2 separate regions of the Cricetulus griseus genome follow, and region 2 is linked to region 1. A link is a contact called in public Micro-C data. All regions are on one chromosome and are shown on one strand. Each heading gives the region's core, a stretch centred on a gene start, on an enhancer-like site or on the middle of the called end of the contact. The rest is flanking DNA. Distances are from core to core; before and after follow the strand shown.

Region 1 (5,446 bases), core at 2,194-4,693:
AGGTTTTTCCAAAATACCTGTGAGCAGTGTGAAAGTCACATATATTTATTTACACAGATATGCACACATAATAGAGTGCAGCAATAGACCTTGGGCTTTTCTTTCTTTCTTTTTCCGATGTATTCTAGAAATTCCAGAAGGAAAAATTAACTGCTTTTGCCTTTGACCCAGGTTATTTATGTTCTTATCACATTCTTTGGGAATTATATATATATCTTGCATCAGTCTTATGGCTCAGAATACTTTTCCATCTTAAAATGTTAAAAGTCTTCTAGACGTTTCATATCCATGATACCAAATATTTTCTTTCTTTGGCTCCCAAGTTCCTACTGATTTAGTCCCTAATGTCAGCCACTGTGAACTGCAGCTAACAAGACTTCAATCTCTAGATCTTAGAATCTATTGGCAGAACAGACTCAATGTGGTGATACTTCAAAGTAAATCACCAAAGCTTTTCTGTGCACAGATGCAGTACAAAGCACCAAATCCTGATCCTTGAACATTCCAAGTAAACTGTTCACCACTGAGCTACCTCCTTAGCACCCCATATCCTGTATAGAATGATCATTCCCTAATCTAGTTATTATAACTTTCATATTTATGAATTCATAAATTTCCTTATTACCATTTATGTTTGGCATTTTAAATGACAGAAAATGTCTTGTTGACCACTTAAAAATAAATTCTGAATATGAATGAGTGCAGTACACAAAGAAAATACATTTTGAAGGAATTTATGTGAAACCAAATAGAATTTCCCATACACAGTGCTGTGGAATATTGAGCGAACCTCAATGTAGGCATAACCAAAACTTTCAGATATGGCAAATGTTGCCAGTGTGTTTGTTGTATCCCACAAACTCCATCTTTACTAAATGATCATTGACTTTAGTAACCATATCTCTTTACATCAGGATCAAAACCTGTTTTCTGAAAACACAGTCACATAAATCTGGAGCTTGGGAGCTTGGGAGTTGACTACAAAGCTGCTTCTAGCATGGAGCACCTAAAGACCTGGTTCAGTCAGAGAAGAGAAAATGAAAGTGATTGGACATATAGCATATTGGCATCACCAGCCATACAACCCATTCCATATGTTGACTGTTTCTCAGAACGTTCTCTGGCCCTGACAAATATGTATAGGTGATTCGTTTGGTTTTGAAATGAATAAAAATATCGGCATGTACAGAGTATTCAAATTGCTCTTAATCTTCACCTAAATGAAACATAAGTGGAAGATAGACTTACTCTGATAAGTAGTCTTATACAGCCTGCCTTCTGTATCCCATTACATTTGCTTATTTCTTTTCATGTTTATGTTCCTGTCATACATTATTAGAGTATAGGAAATGTGTACCATAGTTCTTGTCATTCTTTTTACCAATCTGTACACTATAGACCTTCCTAGTTCTGGTCTGCAACAAGGGACAGGGCATCCTAATTCCTTTATATGTACTTTTCAACTTGATTTTTAAGAACAAGTACATGCCTTTCCAGTATCATTTATACATGATTCTTGATATTACTGCTCCCCAGATTTTTAGAAAAATCCCAGAATTTCTCTTTTTAATGTTAATTCACTCTGTGTAACATTTTTAGGACATGTGCAGTTAACGTCAGAAGAAACTCTCATTCTGCTCACTCTGATACTCTAGAGCAGGTAAAGTAAGACATGAAAAAGGGAAAAATGTTAATTATAGACCTCAACCTTCTCCATTGGCTCTTTTTGTTGTCCTGGTCAGAAGAACAGGTTTCATAATGGCCTAGGGGCCTGAGCACTGTTTTTACATTCCTGTTTTTAGACTTGCAACTGTGACAAATTCTGTTTAGTGCTACAACTGGGGAAAGTTTATAATAATGCACAGCATAAATGTTGCTGAACCATGTAATACTGCTTACCTTTTATACTTTGTGTCAGCGTAGATAAAACACCTTCAAATTTTGACCTATCCATTGACTTATAGTAGACAATTATTTTTCTAACAGGGTTTCTCTGTGTGGCCCTGGCTGTCTTGAAACTCATTCTGTCAACCATACTGGCCTCAAACTCAGAGATCTGCCTTCCTTTGCCTTCTGATGAGGAGATTAAAGGTGTGTGCCACCAAGCTCAGCTTTTAATAGATAATAATTTAATTGCTCAGCTATTTCATATGAACCACAAGCACTACTGTTATAGTTATTTAATAGTTAACTTTTTCAAGGAAGAGCTGTATTAATGAGCAACTTCAAAGTATAAGGCTGAGAAACTTATTTACATATAAAAACAAAACCAAAAAATGAGCCTCTCTCAAATATTGCCTTGTGAAACATCTCTGGACACCCAATTCTTCCTTGTAGGACTTCATCTGTAGATGTGGAATGAAGGTAGGAGTCTATTTGCTAACCCTGAATGCAGAGAGCATGCACCCTCTCCACCCTTGGGCAACCTGCCATTTTCCTCCTGATCTCACACCTGTTCAGCTGCTAGGGCAAATAAACACTGACTAGATACACGTAGACCCTTCTCTTCCCAAGAGGAGACCCTCAGGAAGGATAAAGAGACAAAGGGGGTTGAAATGCTCTCTCATTTAATTATCCAAACTTCTGTTTCATTTTAGTACTCTTTCATGTCTTGCTGCACACAAAGGAATTAAACACCTGTTTAGTAGGTTATCGTTGATATAGAGAAAGACACAGAGTATCCACCTAAGTCCTAAAGGGTACAGTTGAAATGGTTAACCAACAACCCACAGCAACATGATGTTTCAGGGCTAAAAATGAATGTGACTGAAATTCAAAGGAGAGAGCAGATAGCCAGGAAAAGGCCTGCAGAGAATAGTTCAGAAGTTCAAGAGGGTAGCCTTAAGAAAACCAATACAAAAATGTACAGAGAAAGAAACAACAAGCCGAATAGAGCAGGTCATTGCATAAAGAACATAGGCAGATCAGTGGTGGAGTCACTGCTTCACAAATGCAGGTTTTCTTTGGGGATGAAGATGCTTTGAAACTATATACAAGGAGACTTAGAGCTGCCTTTCTTTTCTTTTTTAATGCAGTACTGAGAATCAAACCCAGGCTCATGTGCATGCTAGACAAGCAGCTAACTGCCAAGCCACATGGCTAGTTCCTGGTTGCATGGCTTTTCCAGTGTTCTAGCCAGTGACCCTGGCCTGACCACTGCACATTGTGTACATGTATTGAAAGATTACACTGTACCGTACATTGTATACAATCATTATGTGTCAACTAAAAGCAAAATAGACAAGAATATACTAGACACCAATGTATTGTAAACTATGAAATGGATAATTTCATGTTTCCTCAAAAATTAATGTTCCTGGCTTGAGATAGTCAAAGAGAAAGAAAAAAAGAATCTCCAGGGAAGAAAACCAAGGCTGGAATAGTGACTCAGCACAGCCCCAGGGGACTCCACACAAACCAACTGGAGGTGGGGAATACAGAGATATGAGCAGTCAGAAATAGGGTTGGAAATGTAGATCTTTCAGACTGATGGTAAATGGTCTGGAATGCAGATGGAGGAGTAGGGGTTTTATCTTAGCAGTGTGGAGATTCCAGATCTCAAGAAGAAGTTGGAGATGATTTAGCCCGAAGATTAACTGGCAGCTGTGTGCAGAGAAAGCCATCAGGAAGCTGTTAACAAAATCTGGACTTAATGTGTGGCACACCTGTGGGAATGAAGACAAAGGCCCACCTGGGCCATGCTCTGAAGCAAAGGCAGAGTCTACACACTGACCTGGAGCAAGGGAGGACAGCTTTGGGGTGACATTGTCATAGGATTCAAGATTATGACCTTTCATAAAAGTATCCACAGTATATTGCAAAGAGAATGCCTTTCACCCTCGTATTAGCTCCATACTGTCTTGAAGAATAAACTATTCTGTGGACTTGTCATAGATTTTAGGGTATCCTCTCTGTGTATCATTTTATATGTTGGACACAGAGGCTATAACAGTTGGCATGACAGAGCTGGTTCCTTTCTTTATAGAACTGTCACATAGTCTTTATTTATCAAAGGATAGCCAGACATTTAGGAAAGCCATAGTTCAGCTCAGTATAAAGAATTGTAATAACTATAGCTATCCAGCAGTGGGAAAGGCTGCTGAGTAAGCGGAAAATGCTTTGTCATTAGAGTCCAAATGAGTCTCTTCTAAGATGGCTTCCCCAACACACTTCCTTTTAATTAGCTACTTTGCAACATTAACATATGCTAAGTTTTTAGCTTTTTCATCAGTACTTGTAAATAAGTTTATGTGAATATATGTGCAAATTCAATTTTTAAATGTGTCCTACACTTAGTTCTGAAACTGGATTTGTGTGTGTGTGTGTGTGTGTGTGTGTGTGTGTGTGTGTGTGTGTGTGTTGCTGGGAACTGAAACCAGTCTCTTCTATGTGCCAAGCACATGCTATACCAATGAGCCACACACCCCTACACTCTGTAGTTCTCCAATTCTTTTTAAAGAAACTATTATTTTCCAATGCTTTCTCAGCCGTTTATTTATTTCCAATTTTAATATTTATAGTAAGTTCCTCTTTCACGTGATGTTTTTCACAAGTAATGCAAATTTCTGCAGAAGTGAGTTACGTAAATCTAAGTCAAGCTGCTGACCTTTAAGTCATTTGTTTTTCACTTCTGTGATGTAATGACATGATTGAACAAAACTTGATGTGACTACCCATTTGAGGATATCTGTGGGGTGCCATTTTTTGTTTTAAAAAATTAGTTCTTTGAGAATTACATACGTGTTTTGGTCACATTCACTCTCCTCACTTCTCAGATCCACTTCTCCTTTGCTGACCACTCAACTTTGTGTCCTTGTTTTATTTTTACCTATCAAATCCAGTTTGTGTGGCCTGTGTACTGTTGAATGTGTGGCTGTATACTGTTGAATGTGTGGCTTTCCACTAGATCATGGTAGAGCTACCAGGGACTACACTCTTAATAGAAACTGACTCTTCCTTTCCCAGAAGCTACCAGTTTCCAATAGGTTCTTAACTAGGAGTGGGGCGTGGTACCTACCTCCCTTTTCCATGCTGCAGTGGGATGCTGTTTTGATGTGGGAAAAATAGATAGCTTTTATTATTCAGCCTATTTGATTTATCCATTACATCAAATTGTTCCTTTCAATGTCTAGTACCTAGATGTAATACTTACTGATGAGTTGCATTTTATAACATTGTAACTTTTTAGACTTTTATAAATAGGAGTAATATCCTCAGTTTGCTTTTTGAGAAATGCTATAATGTTCTAACCCAGATGAGGGACATTCTTTTCATAGGGATTATTTTAGTGCTTATAATGTCAGGTGAAGAAAAAGGTTGTCTGCAGAAGAAAAAATGTATTTCATTTCATTTCTAGTAAAATACATGTTAAAAGTTGACACCCCCCCCTTATGGTGTGTGAGTAAAACAGATAATGCTTTTCACCAAAATGTATATAAAATTTTGA
Region 2 (5,446 bases), core at 1,836-4,335, 140 kb before region 1:
GGATAAGTCTGGATTATTTTATAAGATTGCCAATCAGAAAGTCCATGCTAAGTACCTACTCTGTTGCCATCTTATACAAGGGGCAGTATGGGAAAACCAAGATAGGTGAAGTAGATTTCCCAAACTTTCAAACAGGAGCATGTGTGATATAATCTTTTTCTTGGGTAGGAAGCAGTTTGATAATTCTGTAAGAACTGTGGCTGTGTCTATTTATTGCATCAGAAATTCTACAAAAAGCATTTGTTCCATGTATGTATATTAAAATGTAAACCATGTACCACCAAAGACAAGCACACTGCTGTGTGCTAAAAAGACTATCACTGAGACACACTCTTGGGTGAGAGAAAATTAAGGCTCAAAAGTTTTTGTAGCAAGATGCTATATGTGTATGTTTAGAACATACAGTCGTGTCTATACACCTACCCCACTGGAAGGGCATGCTGGGAATGATAATGGATTGTATATGATAAGAGATGAATGGGAAAATGGAACATTTGCATTTTTACCCTTTTATGTTCTTATGAGTACAGATTGGTTGAATGGTTTAGCCATATAAATAACTTTGTTATTATTTGTTTAAATGTAGGATCTTTCTTAAAGGTCACATAGCCTGGGAAGGCTACAGCCAGCACTGACACCCCAGACTGGGGCTGCGGAGCTTGTCCTCTGGATCCCAGCACACTGCTTCTTGCTAGTGCCCTCTTAAGCTCAGGGAGTCTCTGTCATTTGCTAGCAACTTATGGAACTTATTCCATGTTTTTTTTTTTTTCTAGAAAATGAATCAGAATGTCTAAGGGCCAATTGCTTCATGAATGTGTTTCTCCTCTAGAAGAGGGCTCTGTACTTCATTTGCTGCCATCTTGGCTTTTTTATGAAGATGATACTGTGGCTTAGCCAAGAAAAGTGAATGACCCTGGGCCAGGAAACACAAACTATGATTTCCAACAGGACAAATTACCTTAAGGAAAAGGCATTAGGATAGCTTGCAGCATTGGGGCATGAAAACAGTGCCATTAGCCAATTTGGTCAATGGGCAGGTGCAGGAAATGGCAGATAAACCCAGCCAAGATCTATAAATATACCCCAGTATCACTGTTTAAAACCCACAAAATAAATGAGCAAGTTAGAAAACTTGGCAGCTGTGAGCATCTAGATGCAAACTTTCAGTTCTCAGTTTAACTTATGATGTCTTCTGTGAGTCTGCATGCTGTTGAACTGTTTGAAGTTTCTGTTTCCCCAGAAGTCTGATGGACAGCAAGCATCCTCTCTCTTGGCTCTTTTACAGAGTTGTGAGACACTAATGTGTCAAAGAACATACTTTGAAAATGCTAATCTTCATAAAGAATGAAAGGCTATTGTGGAGGTCTCTGAGGCTAATCTTAAAGAAAAGTTATTTGAGACATGAAGGCAGGAGCAGCATCAGCACTTCAGATAGCAATGTAGGCATACAACCAAAGAAAAGCTGTCTTGTAGGTCATTGATTCTGCTTCTCCCTTGTTAAAATAGTGAGCAAAAGACCGAGAGTCAGTATCTGCAGAACATTGACAGTGCCATGCATAGACAGAAGTGTTAAGAGAGTAACGTGTGCTACAGGGACCCTGACTGAGGGGCTTGCTGGGCTGTGAATGTTGATCAGGGTCCTGGGAGGAAGCTGATGAGAAACTTAGGAAGAAATTAGGGCAGAGGTGGGGGGTTGGACTTCAGTGATCCAACTCCAGGATGGCCCAGTGCCTCAGAGGAGCAATTTCAGGGTGGCCAGGGACTTGGATAGCACAAATGACAACTTCCTAGAACGGTCTGTTCCAGAATCCATAGAGCGAAAGGAAATAGCCTGGCCTCATCCTGAGTAAGTTGACAGGAACCAGGATAGGAAGTATTTGTAGTGGGACAAGTACTCATAGCATCACTAAGTCTCTTTTGAGTGGAAGAAGAAAAATGGAAAAAAAAATCAGTGCACATGGTCAGTCAGTTTCCATAGTGTGGGAGAGTGGGGGGAGCAGATCAGCAGAGGGAGATGGTGCGGTCTGGAATGGGGGCGCTGCACTCATTGTCCTTCGTGGCTGCACTGACCTTGCCAAATGACCTTGGAAATGTCATTTTTTTTCCTGTGAATCCTGAATTCCTTTGTTTTAAAGAATTTTATCCCTGTCTGGTCTGTCATTATGAGAATTAAACAAAAATATTCTTAGCATGCAGCTCCTAGACCGCAATGGCAAATGAAATACCAATTTATTCCTTTATTTTGAAGAGAGATTTAGAAAATCTCCAATGAAATAAGCCAGTTGGAAATGTAGAGCACTGAAAAAAGCAAGCATGATTTAGCCTGTAGGCACAGGTAACTAGGCTTTTTTTTTTTTTTTTTTTTTTTTATAAGCAGAGAACAAAGGCTAAATGAGCAGAGAAGAAAAATCCTACAGACAGAAGAAAAATTAGAGGCCAGGAGAGAAGGAATGTAAATATGTTGCAAAAATGTGATCTCCTCACACAGCTCTAATGCCTTAATGCATCAAGGTGAAGTTCCTCTCAACCCTTGTAGGTTGGGAAGACACTGAGCAGCATGACTCAGCTTGACTCATTTTCCTGAGTGTCTGTGACACAAGATAAGTTTTATGCTCAGTTGCAGTTGCTTGCCTTGGTTGTCAGCTTTCCTGGTGTGTGTATGAAGAAATCAAGAGTTAATAGTGATTTCTTTTTAGTTTTGATTCCAGCTTTTATTATTTTTGGAAAGATTCTTCTCATATGATACATCCTGACCACATTTTTCCCTCCCTCCACTCTTTCTAGCTCCCTCCCCTTCCCCTCACCCCCATTCCCTCCCATCTCCCATCAGAAAAGAGCAGGCCTCAGAGAGACAACAGCCAAATATGACAAAACAAGATACAGTAAGACAAGGCAAAGGCCCTCATACCGAAGCTGGGCAAGGCAACCCACCAGGAGGAAGAGTCACAAAAGCAGGCAGTCAGAGATACACCCACTCCCACAGTTAGCTGTTCCACAAAAACACCAAGCTAACAGTCATAGTATACATGCAGAGGACCTGGTGCAGCCCCGTGCAGGTCCTGTGCTTGCCACGTCAGTCTCTGTGAACCCATATGGACCCTGCTTTGTTGGTTCAGTAGCCCATGTTCTCCTGGTGTTCTCCCCCTCTGACTCATACAATCTTTGTGCCGCCTCATCCGAGGGATTTCCTGAGCTCCAAGGGGAGGGAAGCAATGGAGACCTCCAATTTAGACTCTCTTTCCACAAGTCTGGATGTGAGTCTCTGCATCAACTCCCATCTACTGCTAGAGGGAGCCTCCTTGATGACAACTGGACAAGGCACTGATCTATGAATATAGCAGGATACTATTAGGAATCATTTTACTGATATTTTTTTCTAGACCTATCATATTTGGTTCTACCCTAGGTCTCTGGGCTATCCAGTCTCCAGTTTCTGGTCATTCAGTGTCAGGAATGGGCTGGCTCCCTCTTGTGGATTGAGCCCCAAGTTAAATCAGACATTGGCTGAGCCACCATTTCCTCAACATATCTTGCAAGCAGGACAGACTGTAGGTTGAAGGTTTTGTGGCTGGGTTGGTGTCCATGTTTCTCTTTCAGTGGCCTGCAGAGTACCTTCCTACACCAAAGAGACTAGAACAGAGGGGTAGAGGCTCCATGGAGGCACCAACTCAACCTCTCCATATTTAATGAGATGTGTGGATGTTGTCCCTCCTCCTCCCTCCCCTGTCAGTTTGCATAAAACAATCCTCTGTCCTAACATTGGTCTGGGTTGTTTGGGGACCTCCATGGGACCCCTTCAGCCAACAACTCAACCAAATATAATTCAGTCCAATAGCAATTTCTTTAAATCCTAAAAGTCCACAGGTGAATGACAATTATACGTGGAGTAAAGCACAGGGTTAGAAAGAAGATAAGGAAACCCAAGAGGTATGTCAGATTAACATAGTCTTTACCAAGAACAACACAGAGAATTCCTGTTTCTGGACGAGAGAGAGAGAGAGAGAGAGAGAGAGAGAGAGAGAGAGAGTAATATGGGGGATTAAATCATAACAGGTTGAAAGTGAAAGGGAACTGTGAACTAGTTTGCAGGTGGGTAAACTGAACTAAAAGAAAGGACTTGCTTGAGACAGTAGCAAGTGAAGAGCCAAACCCAAGTTTCCCGACTCTCAGTCTGGGGGTTCATCTGCTATAGAACTCTTACTGGGGAGAGTACTTGTCTGAGTTCAAACACTTGCACAAAACTAATCTGTATGCCCTCCTCCCTTTCTCTAGGGCCAAGTGCTTTCGGGGCAAAAAAGTCCTTGGAGATTATGACATCAAGGTGGAACAGGTAATCAGCCCTCTATCATGTCAGAGTGAACAATCTAGTCCTGGCCAGTGGAGTGCAGTGTCCTCACTGGGCTCTCGACTCTGCACCTCCTGTTATTTGCTTAACTCAACAGTTCAGAAACAGTGTGGTTCTCCATGGTCTCTTGCAATGCAGGGTCCCCAAACCAAGAAGTCTTAAAGCAATATCTTCCTAGGATACTGGCCACACCTCCATGCTGTTGGTGGCAGTGTAATTCTGGTTGGGTACATGTCTTCTGTTCATTGTCTGCCTACTCTGACCCTGAGGCTGTACTTCAGAGGGCATCTAGAAAAGAATATCCCCTTGTTTTTATAGGGAGCTTGAAAGGCTGTTTGTTTGTTTTACTTCCTCTGCCTCTTGCTCCATGGTAATAGAAAATTAGGTCCTTTGTGGGGAGATGTCCTATTTAAATAACATGTTTTCTATGTAATGATAGAAGGTATTCCTTATTCATGTGCTAGGATTTACAGAAGACTATGATACTTTCCTGCCTATCATTACATTGATTAATTGATGGATTGATTGATGGATTGATTGATTGATTGATTGATTTTTGCAAAATGATCTCACTAGGTGGCCCTGGCTAGCCTGGAACTTGATATGCAGACTTAGAGAGATCAGCCTACCTCTGCCTCCAGAGTGCAAAGATTAAAGAGGTACATCATCATGCCCAGTTAATATTTCATTTTTAAAACAACTTGTTTGATATTCTGGATTGATTAAAAACAAAAACAAAAAAACCTACCCCTGTGTTGGAGACAGAGGAAATGGAAACCTGAGCAGGACAGGTACCTTGCTTGACATACTGTGTCAGGGACAGGGAGGAGGAAACCCAGTAGTCTAACCCAGAACCCGGTGCTTTCATGAAGAGACTGAGAAAGGAGATGCTTGTACTGGTCACATTCTGTCCCTGTAGAAAGGCTCAAAGGATGCTGCGCTGGGAGTCTCCTGAAAAGTCCAGAAAAGTCACCTAACTCAGGCAGTTTTCTCCTTGGGTAGGTGGGAATAGTGATCTCTACCAACTGACTCAACAGGTTTCCTAGAGTATTGGGTGAAATCTAATGGAAAATACGTAGAAATTAAATAAATGCTTGATGT

The links. A called contact is a pair of places that touch in the nucleus more often than the background predicts.
Region 2: a Micro-C map of the CHO-K1 cell line shows a contact between it and region 1, with 2.2 times the contacts expected there. The contact joins two enhancer-like sites. A contact is called at or near these places in 3 of 8 Hi-C or Micro-C datasets (the CHO-K1 cell line and fibroblasts).

The regions. Positions count from the first base shown.
Region 1 is chr8:29,466,093-29,471,538 of CriGri-PICRH-1.0, reverse strand. No RefSeq gene overlaps it. Among named protein-coding and RNA genes, the nearest start is that of Pparg, 67 kb to the right of the region's middle. Within about 2 kb of position 3,443, at least 2 of the 6 cell types and tissues checked have open chromatin away from gene starts, as enhancers often do. A contact at or near this core is called in the CHO-K1 cell line, where this site is marked.
Region 2 is chr8:29,607,545-29,612,990 of CriGri-PICRH-1.0, reverse strand. It overlaps Syn2 (synapsin-2), which reads left to right. Exons shown (of 14, transcript XM_035448559.1): 3 at 4,273-4,330. Among named protein-coding and RNA genes, the nearest start is that of Timp4, 17 kb to the right of the region's middle. Within about 2 kb of position 3,085, at least 1 of the 6 cell types and tissues checked has open chromatin away from gene starts, as enhancers often do. A contact at or near this core is called in the CHO-K1 cell line, where this site is marked.